Regions from separate parts of the Sus scrofa genome. Here region 2 is linked to region 1. The links are chromatin contacts, called in public HiChIP or PLAC-seq maps. All regions are on one chromosome and are shown on one strand. The core of a region is the stretch at or near the end of the contact, and the rest is flanking DNA. Distances in the headings are between cores, read along the strand shown. Region 1 has its middle 32 kb from the start of INCENP. Region 2 holds the start of FTH1 (ferritin heavy chain 1).

Region 1 (4,393 bases), core at 1,124-3,623:
TTGGACGCGCCCCTCCCCCAGCATCCTTTGCTTATTTGCAAACATCACAGCCCCCACGTTCAGAAGCCTCTGCTCACCCAGCCTCCTCCTCTCCCTCCAGACTGACTCGACTTCTTTCACTGTCTGCCCTACCCAGGCCGGAGGGCCAAGATCATTCTGGATTCTTCCTTCTCTTCTGCTTTCCATGGCCACCTCCTCCCTGAGTCACCAAGCCCTCTCCACCTCACCTTCTACAACCTCTCAAATGCAAAATGTTGATAACTGATGAATATGGGTGCTGGGTATAGGGAGGTTCGTTGTGCTATTCTATTGGTGTGTCAGTTTTTGGTTTTTTTTTTATTACTCAAATGAATTTATGGTGTGTCAGTTTGATTGTTTTCAAAACAGAAGGTCAAGGAGGTCCCGTCATGGCTCAGTGGTTAACGAATCCGACTGGGAACCATGAGGTTGCGAGTTCGATCCCTGGCCTCGCTCAGTGGGCTAAGTAAGGATCCAGCATTGCCATGAGCTGTGGTGTAGGTCGCAGACGTGGCTTGGATCCTGCATTGCTGTGGCTCTGGCATAGGCTGGCAGCTATAGCTCTGATTAGATCCCTAGCCTGGGAACTTTGTATGCCATGGATGCGGCCCTAGAAAAGGCAAAAAGACAAAAACCAAAAACCAAAAAAGCAAACAAAACCCAGAAGGTCAAAGTTAGCAAAAGATAAATAACATTTCTCAAAGGGGTCCCCTTGGCTCTGCTTCTTCCAGAATCCAGCCTCTTGTCATTTCTTGACAGGGTTACTTTTTTTTTTTTTTTTTTTTTTTTTCTTTTAGGGAGGACGGCACCTGTGGCATATGGAAGGTACTGGGCTAGGGATCAAATCAGAGCCACAGCTGCTGGCCTATGCCACAGCCACAGCCATGCCAGATCGCAGCTGCATCTGTGACCTACACTGCATCTTTTGGCAAGGCCTGATCATAACCCACTGAACGAGGCCAGGGATCACACCCGCATGCTCATGGATGCTTGTCAGGTTCTTAACTGGCTGAACCCTGATGGGAACTCCCAGACAACTTTTTTTTTTTTTTTTTTTTTTTGTCTTTTTGCCTTTTTTCTAGGGCCGCTCCAGCGGCATATGGAGGTTCCCAGGCTAGGGGTCGAATAGGAGCTATAGCTACTGGCCTACGCCAGAGCCACAGCAACATGGGATCCAAGCTGCGTCTGTGACCTATACCACAGCTCACGGCAACACCAGATCCTTAACCCCCTGAACAAGGCCAGGGATCGAACCCACAACCTCATGGCTCCTTGTCGGATTCATTAACCACTGAGCCACGACGGGAACTCCTCCCTGACGACTTCTTAAAGTCTCTCTGCTTTTGCCCATGCCCAGCACAACCCCAGTTTCCACCTACACCCACCAGCCACCCTTAAGTGGACAGACCTCCTTCCCTCGGCACAGAGTATATGGTGGCAGGCTCTCCACCTTCCAGCCAAGAGTTAAACAGCTTTTAATGAAAGGAGTTGCAAGACATGAGATTGACCCAGCTAAGCAGTTTGCCAGGCAGGCTTTATCCCTGTCTGGGGATCAGGACCTGCCACCTGCCATGTGTGAGGATGAGGGATTTCCTGTGCTCCTGCCGGAGAAGAAAGAAGTACAGGAGTTCCCACTGTGGCTCAGCTAGTTAAGAACCTGACTAGTATCCATTAGGATGCAGGTTTGATCCCTGGCCTTGCTCTGTGGGTTATGAGTATCTGGCATTGCTGCAAGCTGCTGTGTAGGTCACAGATGTGGCTCAGATCCTGCATTGCCGTGGCTGTGGTGTCGGCCGGCAGCTGCAGCTCCAATTCCACTCCTAGCCTAGAAAAGTCCATATGCCATAGGTTCAGCCCTAAAAAGAAAGAAAAAAAGGAATTCCTGTTGTGGCTCAGTGGAAACGAATCTGACTAGTATCCATGCGGATGCAGGTTCAATCCCTAGCCTCGCACAGGTGGTTAAAGGACCCGGCCTTGTTGTGGCTGTGGCTGTGGCGTAGGCCAGCAGCTGTAGCTCTGATTCAACCCCTAGCCTGGGAACTCCCATATGCCTCAAATGCAGCCCTAAAAAGCAAAAACAAAACAAAACCAAAAAAAAGCAAGCAAGCAAGAAATACATACATAAAAACACCACTAGCCTCTGGCCTGTGCTTTCACTTTCAGGGGAATTGAAGCATGATATCATTTTGTTTGAACCTCAAAACAGACCCTTGGGGAAAGGGGGGCAGGTTTTAAGGTTATTTCAGCCAGGTGGCCCAGGCGAGGTATGAAATAAGCACCCTCCCCTCCCCTCCCAGAGACAGGCTGACACATGTCTGGCTCAAGCAAATTAACGACCTCATTGCAATTACTCACTGGTCTGCAACATGTTCAAACGCCAACACAAACAGAGAAGAGGAGAAGCCTTGTGGGAAGAAGGAAAGCAGACACGTATTTCAGCTTATTAAGATGTATCTTTATTTTTCTATTTTATTTTTTTCTTAATGAATCGTATTACCTTTACAGGTGTACAACAGTCATCACAACCAAACCCTACGGCACGTCCATCCCAAACCCTCAGTACATCCCCCCAACCCCCAACCGGTCTCCTTTGGAAACCATAAGTTCTTCAAAGTCTGTGAGTCAGTATCTGTTCTGCAAAGAAGGATTGTGTCCTTTTTTAGATTCCATAAGTAAGTGATAGCATTTGATGTTGTTGTCTCATTGTCTGACTGACTTCACTTAGCATGATAATTTCTAGGTCCATTCATGTTGCTAACGATGCCCTCATTTCTTTCCTTTTGATGGCTGAATAATATTCCGCTGTCGATGGACATTTAGGTTGTTTCCATGTCTTGGCTATTGCAAAGAGTGCTGCAATGAACATTGGAGGACTTGTGTCTTTTCAAGTCATGGTTAAGATGTGTCTTTAAAGGCATGAATTTTTGGAGTTCCCATCGTGGCGCAGTGGTTAACAAATCCAACTAGGAATCCAACTAGGAGGTTTCAGGTTCGATCCCTGGCCTTGCTCAGTGGGTTAAGGATCCGGCGTTGCCGTGAGCTGTGGTGTAGGTTGCAGATGAGGCTCGGATCTCCCGTTGCTATGGCTCTGGTGTAGGCCGGTGGCTACAGCTTCGATTCGACCCCTAGCCTGGGAACCTCCATATGCTGCAGGAGCAGCCCTAGAAAAGGTAAAAAAGACCAAAAAAATAAAGAAAGAAAGAAGATGAGCCAAGGCCCAAAGCACGTGTGTGTGTGTGTGTGTGCGTGCGTGCACGCACGTGTGCAAAGTCACGTGCATCTCCATGACCCAGTCACATGCGCTCCCCTCCCCGCTTCTCGGATGGCACCTGCCAGGGTAGGTGGAAAAAACCTCTTTCCTTTCAAGTCCATTGTCTTCAGTGGACATTTTCAATCTTCGTAGCCCAAAGCTGAGAAAATCTACCCCCCAAGGAAGGAATCTAAGCTGAGTCTTAACTTTCTAGAAGGTACCAGGCAGCCCCGATTTGTTTACTGAACAGACTTGTCTTAACACGAATTGCTTGTGTATTCTGCTACCTGCTCATCGGTAAGTCCCTCCATTTATCCCGGAGGCACCAGCTTCCCATCTCCCTCTGCTCTTCCCTCTCGTTACCGGCACTTCCAGCTTCAAACTACTTTTTGTTCCTTTCTGCATTTAGAAAGAAAATGTGGAGAGACGGGGAATCCATACGAGGAAGCAGAGAGGGGAGGAAAAAGACACCTCCTATCACCTCTGCCCTGGATGCTGCCCACATGGCTGCCCGCATGGCCACCGGTGCCCTCCCCAACCCAGTGCAGGAAAATCAACCGTCCCTGCCCTCATCCTTCAAACAGGCACAGGGGGAGAAGGGGGTGGCGTCCCGCTGCCTTCTGTGGAGCCGGGTCCTGAGCATCCTGGGCAGCATTTGCAGAGGCTCTTCTCGCCAGCAAGGCCAGAGGAACCTGGCTGCAAAGGAGCCCAAAGAACCCCAGAGAAACCTGGGCAGGCAAGACAAGGTGGAAAAACCCACGGTCAAAAAAGGGAAAGAAAAACAGAGGTGTGCTCTTAGGAAAAGGTCAGTGTCCCCTGTCCCCTAGGGCCCGCAGGTCAGAGAAGTTTTTTGTCCAGACCAGTTTTCACTGACTAACCAAGGCTGAGGTCCTTAGTTTCCCCCTGGTCCTGATATTTCTCCCCCTTATTTGTGGGCTTTTCTTTTTCTTCGGCTGTGCCTGTGGCACACGGAAATTCCAGGGCCAGGGACCAAAGAGCAACTGGAGCCACAGAAATGACATCTGAGATGTCACTCGCAGAAGTGAGATCCTTAACCCGCTGAGCCTCCAGGGAAATCCATAGTATTTTCCCCGTTGATTTTTCTCTCTCACTGCCTTTTCCTCA
Region 2 (4,393 bases), core at 994-3,493, 57 kb before region 1:
TCAATGCACCTGCAGCCTCTACCTTTAAACCCAAGTCAGCAAGCACCTAACGTGTAAGCACTGTGCTTGGCGAAAGGAATATCCAAGCTTCCCCGACAACAGTTTCTATTTTACTATCCTTGCCCGTTACCATCTGCCCACTTTAGACGATAGGCCCACAACAGCACAAAAGCCACAAGCCACAAGCCCAACGTATCTGCGTCTTGATAAGAGCAACTGCTCAGGTCTGTGCCTTCTGCCACCTGAGGAGCGCCAGACACATCAGGCACGACAACCCTGGAATCTTTTGTTCACCTTGATATCCTGAAGGAAGATTCGGCCACCTCGTTGGTTCTGCAGCTTCATCAGTTTCTCAGCATGTTCCCTCTCCTCATGAGATTGATGAAGAAAGTATTTGGCAAAGTTCTTCAAAGCCACATCATCGCGGTCAAAATAGTATGACTGAAAAGTGAAAACAGGAGTCTGTGAGCCTAGGCTTCCTTTCTCAAAGCCCAGCAAGAAGGGGTCTGGGTCTAAGGAGATCAGAGCAGGCTGCGTTGCTGCATCGAACTAAACAGTCATTAGTTCTCACTCCTAAGGGCAAAAATGAAAAATGTTCACAAGGAGCATTTAGAATATCACAGGACTTGCCACCACCATGGAACATCCTCAGGATCTGTGTTAGAGCAAAGTTCTTTTTTCTTTTTTGGCCGCCTCTGGTCTGAGGAAGTTCCCGGGCCAGAGATCAGATGGGAGCCACAGCTGTGACCCTCATGAGAGTTGTGGCAGTGCTGGATCCCTAAAACCACTGTGCCAGGCCAGGGATGGAACCTAAGTCCCAACGCTCCAGACACACCGCCAACCCCATCGCGCCACAGCAGGAACTCCAAAGTTAAATTCTTACAGCCAGTGTCACATCTGGTCGAAGAGAGGAAAGTGGAGTATTTACTCCGCACTATTAGTGCTTCCTCCTTCTCCCTCCTTGATTAATCCATGTTAAAACATGAACTTGCCAGCTTACAGCCAGACCGATGCATTTCTAAAAGTACCCCACTAGGGAAGTAGACGGCTGTGGGCAACAATGTATATAAAGGCATAACAGTAGAAAGCAAAACTGGGTTCTTTTAGACCCTTGCTGGGTGTTCCTGAAATGGAAGGGCAGTCATAGAAATCCAGGCCAGTTCCAAACCCATCTGGTACCTGCCTATTCTTGGATGGTTTACGTAATGGTCAGACAATTCTACAACTCCTACCACACCGCCTAAAACCAGGAATTTGGAAAACTGACCCCTCTATGGAAAAAATGCCGGCCCTGTAACTGTGGATGGACTTTATCCAAGAACGAAGGGTTCGATTAGGCCCCAACCTTTAGACAAAAAGAATAAAGGAGGAGGTAGTCAGGCGCAAGGACGGGTGACTAAGACAACTGTGGCGGAAGGAGAGATTTCTAGAGATGTGCTTCAATTCAAGTGGGACTTGGCGATAAGCAGAGCAAACGGGTGGAGACGGCTGTTCGGGTGGTCAGCCCACTGGAGATAAAGCACTTCACACCAGCCCCCAGGGCTGCTATTCGACACCATTACCCAGCAGGCTCCGCCGTATTCTGGGGGATGGGAGCAGGACCTCTTCGCCTCCGCCCAGGATCACGTGATCGGATGCAGAGGACGGAATGGAAATGCGAAAATCCACCTTCCTAACTGCAGGATGGTACTGGCAGCAAGCGCGGCAAGGAAAAAAAAGGGGGAGGGGGGAGGGGGGTGGGCGGGCAGAGGCAGTCGGCCTACAAAGGGGCACTCCCAGGGGTCAGTCGGAAAGGGCCGACTCCTCGGAATTTCTGCGAAGTCCTGGGGGACCCGGAGCAGCCTCCATTTTCCAGAACCGCGCAGAGGCGGGAGGCGGGAGGCCCCGCCCGCTAGCCACACCCCGCCCCGCCGCCTCCGAGGCCGAGCCCGCCCCCCGCCGGCCAAGCCTGCGCTTACCATGGACAGGTAGACGTAGGAGGCATAGAGCTCCAGGTTGATCTGGCGGTTGATGGCCGCCTCCGAGTCCTGGTGGTAGTTCTGGCGCACCTGCGAGGAGCACGAGGTCGTCATGGCGGGAGGCTGAGGAGCGGTGGTGGCGGCAGCGGCGCGGGAGCGGTGGCGGTGGCCTTGGGGCGGTCCGAGGGCGCTGTGAAGAGGTGGCGAGGGCTGGCTCTGAGCGGCCGGCCGGGGCGGGTGACGAGCGCCGGGTTCCGTCCAAGCACTGTTGAAGCAGGAAACCGCAGCGACTCTCCGCGAAGACTGTGGCGCAGGTAGCGCTGGCCCGGCTCTTATATCGGCATCGGCCGTCCGCCCCGCCGCGGCCAATCACGCCGCCTGCCCGCCGCGCGGAGCCCCGCCCCTTCCGGTGGGTGCGGGCGGGGGTGGGGGGAGGCGCACTGGGATGGTGGGGGAGGGGAGGGAAGGGGTGGGGTGGCGAAGCCTGGGAGTCTTGGAACCCCGTCCCGCGCAGACGCCTTGAGGTGCGTTTCGTGGGATGAGAGAGACGACCTGAGCAAGGGCAGGAAGTCCAGCTCGGGGCTGTGACTCTATGACTCTCGGGGCTCTGACAGCCTGGGTTTTGCAACCGACGGGAAACCTTCCCTGGGGCGTCGAGGCTCTTGCAAGAGCCCAAGCGGGCACCCCGAGACTTATGGCCAAGGTCATGTTAAAAATCAGAGCGGTAGAGCTGCAGTTGCCACACTCCGAGGTGCCTGGTAATGCAAATAGGGAACCCGGAGAGTGAACGTGGGCCCGGAGTGAGGCAGAGGTCGGGCGGGGAAAGGGCCCTCTTTCAATTCCTCAAAACCTAGGAAGGGGCCCAAAGCAGGTGGGGTCGGGCCTCCTCCAGCTCTGGTGGCCCGGTCCGGCTTTGGCCGAAAGTGTACGTGGCTCCTCGTGCAGTTGCTACAACAAAGGCTGGGCGGGTCGTGTTTCCCCGAAAGACTGCCTTCCCGAGGGAGTCGTGAGCCACCAGGGTTCTGAGAAAATCGGCCGGTAGCTTACAACTCAGAGACCAAGGGGGTTAGAAAAGGAGGAAAGAAGCTGCTTGAATCTGAAAAGGATGCTGTGAGGCCATTTTGAAATGGCCGATCAAGCCCCAGGAGCTTCAGGCTCAGGCGGTTCTACAGGGAGCCACCCCCTGGGTTGTCCTTGGAGAGAAGCTGAAGGCGCGGAACATGAAGGACAGATGCCAGAGAACGTGGAGTGGCTGGGGCACTGTGTGTGGCTTGCAGCAGTGTCCCTGGCACTGAGTGGGTGCGAATTCGTGGGTGGCAGAACTGGAGCTAGGCAGACCCAATCTGCTGCCCCCAGGGTCCACGATTCTTAATCAGGCCCTTCAACACGTGGGTAGGGGACCTACCCAAGACCCTTTTCAGGATATTCACAAATGTCCAACTGTAAGCTGTACTTCTAAAAGCTTTACAACAAAAAATTAAAGGAACTTTACTAAAATAGGAAAACAAGTTGCTGGTGGAATTACAGCGATTTCTCTTGGGTCTTTATTCATTTCAAATGTACATATGTTACTTAAGGAAAAAAAATTTTAATGGGGCTAGGGCTGCAGACAAGAAATTAAGAAGGATGATGGGTGAATACCAAGGGTGCCTTACCCAGTCTGGGATAGGAGTTCAAGGAAGGCTGCCCTAAAGAGAGTGACATTTGAGGAGTTCCCGTTTTGGTGCAATGGCTAACGAATCCGACTAGGAACCATGAGGTTGTGGGTTCAATCCTTGGCCTTGCTCAGTGGGTTAAGGATCTGGTTTTGCCATGAGCCATGGTCTAGTTTGCAAATGCGGCTCAGATCCCAAGTTGCTGTGGCTGGGGTGTAGGCTGGCGGCTGTAGCTCCGATTGGACCCCTAGCCCGGGAACCTCCACGTGCTGTACGTGTGGCCCTAAAAAGATAGACAGACAGACAGAAAGAAAATGTGTTGGCCTGAAACTACAGTCCCTATTGGAGAAGTCTGGAAGGGTAGCATGCGGCAAGATCAGGAAGGGTTGGGGGCCCAAAAAAGGGGTTTAACTTTATCCTGAACATGGAAGCTCTAAAGAATATCTAGGAGTTCTCTTGTGGCACAGCAGGTTAAGGACCTGGTGTTGTCACTGCTGTGGCGTGGGTTGGATCCCTGGCCCTGGAACTTCCACAGGCAACAGGCATGGCCAAAAGGAAAAAAGAGACAAGGAAAGAAAGGATTTCTAGCTGGAGAAATACTATGTTTTGTTTTTAGAAACCTTACACTGAATCAACAGAAAAACTTTTGGGATAAGATTATGACAGAGTCACCAGATGCAAAGTTTTCCTATGTAACAGTAACTAGAAGTTAGAAAACATAGTGAAAGAGAAAAATGGCTTTCATTTCCATTGACAACAAAAGCTTAAAGTACCCAGGGA

The links. HiChIP or PLAC-seq counts read pairs in DNA pulled down with a chosen protein or histone mark.
Region 2: an H3K27ac HiChIP or PLAC-seq map of alveolar macrophages shows a contact between it and region 1, with 4 times the contacts expected there. The contact joins the promoter of FTH1 here to the enhancer-like site in region 1. A contact is called at or near these places in 3 of 5 promoter capture datasets (fetal liver and liver), 10 of 47 Hi-C or Micro-C datasets (alveolar macrophages, blood, brain and 7 more) and 2 of 2 datasets of contacts at active chromatin or transcription factors (alveolar macrophages and skeletal muscle).

Annotation. Positions count from the first base shown.
Region 1 is chr2:9,476,076-9,480,468 of Sscrofa11.1, reverse strand. No RefSeq gene overlaps it. Among named protein-coding and RNA genes, the nearest start is that of INCENP, 32 kb to the right of the region's middle. Within about 2 kb of position 2,373, at least 8 of the 83 cell types and tissues checked have an H3K27ac peak or open chromatin away from gene starts, as enhancers often do. A contact at or near this core is called in alveolar macrophages, where this site is marked.
Region 2 is chr2:9,533,020-9,537,412 of Sscrofa11.1, reverse strand. FTH1 (ferritin heavy chain 1) reads right to left here and starts at 2,243. Exons shown (of 5, transcript NM_213975.1): 1 at 2,165-2,243; 2 at 1,959-2,097; 3 at 295-441. The coding sequence starts at 2,072.